Linked DNA regions of Mustela erminea: region 2 is linked to region 1. A link is a contact called in public Hi-C data. All regions are on one chromosome and are shown on one strand. The core of a region is the stretch at or near the end of the contact, and the rest is flanking DNA. Distances in the headings are between cores, read along the strand shown. Region 1 holds the start of KLF13 (Krueppel-like factor 13). Region 2 overlaps KLF13 (Krueppel-like factor 13).

What was found. A called contact is a pair of places that touch in the nucleus more often than the background predicts.
Region 2: a Hi-C map of skeletal muscle shows a contact between it and region 1, with 5 times the contacts expected there. The contact joins the enhancer-like site here to the promoter of KLF13 in region 1. A contact is called at or near these places in 3 of 3 Hi-C or Micro-C datasets (fibroblasts, skeletal muscle and spleen).

The regions. Positions count from the first base shown.
Region 1 is chr5:22,380,303-22,383,096 of mMusErm1.Pri, reverse strand. KLF13 (Krueppel-like factor 13) reads right to left here and starts at 1,346. Exons shown (of 2, transcript XM_032342259.1): 1 at 240-1,346. The coding sequence starts at 831.
Region 2 is chr5:22,424,086-22,426,879 of mMusErm1.Pri, reverse strand. The region is part of intron 1 of KLF13 (Krueppel-like factor 13); the gene reads right to left. Among named protein-coding and RNA genes, the nearest start is that of KLF13, 44 kb to the right of the region's middle. Within about 2 kb of position 1,454, the one cell type or tissue checked has open chromatin away from gene starts, as enhancers often do. A contact at or near this core is called in fibroblasts, where this site is marked.

The DNA of each region.
Region 1 (2,794 bases), core at 97-2,596:
GGAGGGGGCGTGCCCGGCGGGGGCGCGGTCGCCGGGCGGGCGCCGGCTCCCAGCTCCCGAACCCGCCTCGCTCCGCGCGCGGGGCCGACCACTGGACCGTGTGGCGGGGGAAGGGGCGAGGCCCCGACCGTTCCCCGCCCGACCGCCCCTCCCGCCCCGCCGGCAGCTCCGGGGGCGTGGCCCGGTGGCTGGCGCTGTCCCCGTCCGCGCGCTCGGGGCGCCCGGGCGGCCCTACTGACCTGTGTGAGTTCTCAGGTGCGCCTTGAGGTGCGAGGATTTCCCGTAAACTTTCTCGCAGCCCGCGTAGTGGCACTTGTGCTTTCTCTGCGGGGACTCGAGGTCGGCGCGACTTCGGCCCCGCCGGCCCCTTTGTCTGAGGCCGGGTTCGCCGCTCCCCGCGGGCCCTGGCTCCCGCTCCGGCTCCAGCCCCGCCTCGAGCTCGGCCTCGGGCTCGCTCCACGCGGGGCTGAGGGGCGCGGCCGCACCACCTTCACCGCCAGGGGAGGCCGGCTCGGGGGCGGGTGGCGGCGCTGGCGGCAGGCGGCAGGGGGTCCTCGCCTTCCGGGCCGCGGCGCCCTCTCTGCGCTCCGCCGGGGCGGGCGCCGGCGCTTGCTGGTTGAGGTCCGCCAAGATCCGCGCCACCACGAAGAGCGAGGCACTGTCCTTGCCGTCGCGGCGCTCCTCGACGCGGGGCAGCGTGGCGGCGACAGCGGTGGCCGCGCCCTCGGGTCCGGGCTCCGGACCCTCCCGCGGCCCGTGCACGACCGCGCGGCTCGACATGGACACGAGGCACTCGGCGGCGAAGTGGTCCACATAGGCGGCGGCTGCCATGCTGCGGGCTCCGGCCGGCGGGCCGGCGGCACTGCTGGTCGCTGCGAGTCGTCAGCGGCGCATCCGCACCCACGGCCTCACGAGAGCGGGCGGGGGGCGGGGGCGCGGCGCGCCCTCTCCGCGGGCTGGGCTGGGCGCGCAGCCGCCTCTGCCGTCACCCGCGCGGCTCCGCGTCCGCAAGGCGCCCGCCCGGCCGGGCACCAAAGAGTGAACGCATGGAGGGTGCGGGCCAGTGGGGTCCCCGCGCGGCGTCAGGGGCGGCCTGTCCTAAGGATGCCGAGCAGCGACGTTAGGGACTACCTCGCCAAGTCGCGGCCGCAGCCTCGCCGCGCATTGTGGCAGGCGGGACAGCCGCCGTGCGCGCCGCGGCTCGGTGTGGGCGGCCCGGCCCCGGGGGTGGGCGGGGCCGGGGCCACATCTGGACCCGACGTCAGCCCCCAGCCACATCCTGGCAGCGCAGGTTACAGGCGGCGGCGGCGGCCGCGGGGAACTGCGCGCGCGGAGGGGGCGGGGGATCCCAGAGCGCGCATCATCAGGATAGAGCGGTCGCGCGCCCGCGGCTGAGGAGGGGGCGTGGCCTAGGACAGGGGCTGACGCCGTTGGTTCGTCGGTAGGCCGTCGGACCAATCCAGGCGGCCAGAGGGGCCGACCCGGCCTGGGGGCCTGCGCTCGCCAATGGGCGTGCCCTCTTGGCCCGCGGGAGGAGGAGCGGAAATTTGAGCCGAGAGCCGGGCACGCTGACGCAGGACGTCTGAGGGCGGTGGGCCGGGGCGTGGCTGCGCGGGGACCGCTCCCCACCCCACCCCACCCGACCCCACCCCCCTAGCAGCGGGGAGCCCGCGGGGCATTTTCTTGCCAGGGTTCTGTACGGTGACAGCCTCGAACCCTGGAGTGGAAGCGAGCGCTTGGGAGGGCGCCCCTTTGTCCCTCCGTCCCCGCCTGTGAGGGGCGCCGGGGATGGGCGCGCCTCCGTGGGGGCTCGCCTCCGCTTCTCTCTTTCCTTCCAGAGCTGCATTTGCACGCGGGGAGGCGTGTCCGCTCCGGCTGGGCGTGGGGCTGCCGGCCTGGCCTGGGGGCGGAACAACGCCCCGGGCACCCCGCCGTAGCAGGGTTCCTAGGTGGCCGCGCCTCGAGGCGCCGGCCGCTCGCCCCCTCCATGCCCTCTCCCTCTGCTCAGCTCCGGACCTCGGTGCGGTCCGGCTGGGAGCGAGGTCACGGGTGGGGCGAGGCCGCTCCGGCAGGAAGGACCGGCTGATTCCCCGACCCAGCAGCCGGAGACCCCGAGGAGATCGCGCTGCGGGTGAGCCTGTGTCGGCCGGAGTCGGACTGGCCGCCGGCTGGTGGCTAACCTGCCAGCGTGGGTGACGTGCCCACCGCGTACTGTGCTTGCAGGAGTGAACTACGTGCTGGTGCAACCGGCGCCGCTGTTCAGGGAACGCGGGGCCCCTTCCTCCTCCCCGCCCCGGCCTGCTGCCAACAACTTCTCCAGGCTGCCCCTCTCCCACGGCGGTGGGGAAGGCTTCAAACGCCACCAGCTGCGAGGACCCCGCCCACCGCGCCCCACCCACCCTCTGTCTGGGCCTCCCGAAGGAAATACTCCGCGGCGCCCAGCCCGCGTACTCCTTGTCCCGGCCCTGCCGACTTGCCCCTGACTCTCACCGACGCCCCCACCCTCATCCCCTCGGCCCCACCATCCTTCTGCAGGCCTAGGCCATCTCTGGAGAGGCCAGTATATTACTTTCTACTGCTTCGGAATCAAGCGCCGCAAGACCCTTTCCGGACCCTCGCCGGCAGCCCCTGAACCGGAAGGCGGAGGCCTGGGTCAGCCCCCTGGGTGGTTTGCCTTCATGGACGGTTTGCACGTGTCCGCCGGCCGCAAGGGGACCTTGCTGGGAGACTGGGTGACGGCAGCCCAGGCACTCAAACCCTGCGGACCTGAGAAGAGGGCTGGGTAGGGCGAGGT
Region 2 (2,794 bases), core at 205-2,704, 44 kb before region 1:
ATGTGGTACCAGCCGGCCTGGCGCGGCAGTGGCAGAAGGGAGGGAAAGCCCAACACCACCCCTAGGCCAGCACGCGGCTCTTGGTCTGTCTAGGCGTCAGCAGCTCGGCACTTTTACTGAACACACACCCAGTGTCTGGCCCTGGGGACAGGGTCCTGATGCAGACAGGGTCCTCGATATTCCATCCTTCATGCCTCTGTCAGTCCACTCCAGGAGGGCCGATGGCAACAAAGTGGCCCACCAACAGATGAAGCAGACGCCTGCAGACACCTGGAAGTTATGATTCATGCTGGTAAGGAGCGGCACCAGGGTCTGGCTGGGCTGGGGACACTCAGGCAGCACCCAGGGGCCTAATGAGGAACAGCCAGTAAAATCGAGAACAGGTGGGGTTAAGGCAGCCTGGACGGGGGACAGAGTCACCCACGACAGTGTTTCTCATACTTGTGGAGAGGGACCCAAAGAGAGTCTGTTCATATGGGCTATATATGTTGGTATTTACCATATTAGAAATTAAAACAAAAAAATTCAAACTCAAGCACACATTCCAGTAGCTGACAGAGGGATGATGTCATCACTCATCATTTAGCTTTTGGAATATTCCATTATATTCTTTTGAGAGAATAAAGGATAAATGATGTTATTATTTTGAAAATAGTTTTCCTAGAAGGGTCTCAGGTACCTACAGGTGTCCCTAGGCCTCCCTCTGAAAACTGCTCTGCTTGGGATTGGCCCCAAGGTGGTGCGACCAGACTGGAGTGGGGACTCAGCAGGTCTGGGTCCTACAGGGTGTGTCGGGACTAAGTGGATCCTAGCTTCCCTCCTGCTGGGCTCAAATTCTGCATCTGCTTCCTCTTGGGCACATGACAGGGAGACAGCAGGAGAACCACAGGGCCATCACACGGAGAGTGCGCAGTCTAGCTCAGAAGTGACATGGGCCCTCTTGGAACAGGAAACCTAACCGAGGATTCCAGATCCTTGAAGGGAGCTCAGCCCTCCTGCAGCACCCTGCCTGAAGCCTAATCCTGGCATCGCTCACTTAAGACCCCCTGCCCTCACTTTCCCAAGGGGGCCAGGATTGGGGCTGTGGGACTGAACGGTGAGAGGGCCTTGGGAGGGGGAAGCAGAGTGAGAGGAAGTGGGTAGAGGTCAGGTTTTGTGGGGTACAGGGTACACAGGGAGGGAGGGAAGCTAGGGGAAGGCTGGAGTCACTGTGGGGGGCTGGGGAAGGGGCCAGGCCATGCTCAGGGTGGAGGGAGGGGCCTGAGGCTGCCAGGCTGCAAGGCCAGGGGATAAATGGTCTGTACTGAGCGGGGTGCTACTGGTGTGTAGTAAGGGGGGGGGGCAGCTGGGCAGCAGGGGCGCCAGGGCCAAGGGCTCGTGGGGCACAGGGCGGGGGTTACATAAATGTTCCCTGGCGCTGCAGTGAGGCTGTGAGAGCGATTGCCTCATCTTATCAGGGAACACTGCGTCCCACATGCTCCTCTTGCCCAAGCCACAGGCCTGGCCTGGGACAGCTTGTTCCTCCCGGAAGCCGCAAGAGGCCAGACTGGGAGCACAGGGGCTTTCCTCCTTCGAGCCCCCGACTGGGCACTGAGCCCTGGGCCCTCCCCTCGCCCCCTGCTCGGCAGCCTGCAGGTGCAGCTTAGGGAGTGTGCACCATCCAGCCCCTGCCCGGGGTGCAGGCTCCGGCCACAGGGAGACTCCCTCTGGCTCTCACCCCTGTCCAAAGGGCATGCTCCCAATTAACTCAATTGCTCCAACCAGTCTGGGCCAGACTGCCAGCTCCTACAGGTGAGTGGGTCCCTCCTGGCTCCAAGAATGCCTGCACAAGGCAGTTCTTTTCTATCTGTGGGCCTCTTGGGGGCAGTCCTGGGGGTCCTTTAGCATTGGCTCCCAGTGCCACTCACAGAGCTGGGGCCAGAATCATGTCTGTGGACTAAAGCCTTTCCTGCCTGTGGCCAGTAAGTGCCCTCGACTATTGGCCCCCTTGACCTCCTGCTGGCTCGTCTCAGCTCAGGCCAGCTCGACCAGCCAGGGCTCTGGGAAGCCGAGCTGAGCTCCTCTTTGTGGAAGTGAGAAGGGATAGGGTACATCTCTGAACAGAGGGCCCCAGAGAGAAGACCCATCGATGTAACGGCAGTGCCTCAGGTCCCATGAGCAGACCTCAGCGAACAGAAGGAATCCACATGGGTGTGTGTCTGGGCAGTGACAATGAGGGGCAGAGCTGGTCAGAGTCCGAGGCAAGCACAGGGAGAGTCTGCCCCCCGCCCCAGACACGCAGCTTCTCCAGGGCCCCCAGGCCCCAGCACCCAGGTCCTGGCTAGTCACTGCCAGCAAGTGGGCTGTCCCCTTTCAACAGCTAGCTCTGAACTGCGGCCACTGGCATGGGGCCACTTCCAGCTCCCCACCTTGACACTGCCATGTTTTCCCCTCCGGGGAATCCCTCCTGCTCACCCTCCCACCCTGGGGCAGCTTGGCAGTCGGCCAATCGCTGGAGCCAACCAAGGGCCAGCCTCCAAGGAAACCCGGGCTCACAGGCAGCCTCAGGGTCAGCAGAAAGGCCTGTCCCCTGTGGTGGAAAGCAGACTCTCCTCTCCTTAAGGAGGCCACTGGCTACTCAACTGATCACTGACAATGCCCACGGTTTATAGACCCACGTGGGGCTGACAGGAGGATGCCCTGTCTCGCAGAACACCCCTGTTGGAAGCCCCTCCCCACTACGGTCGGTGCAAGGGAGGGAGGTGAGGCCCAGCAGGAGGGAGAGCTGCCACTCAGTGGGGACCCCTCTTGCCCT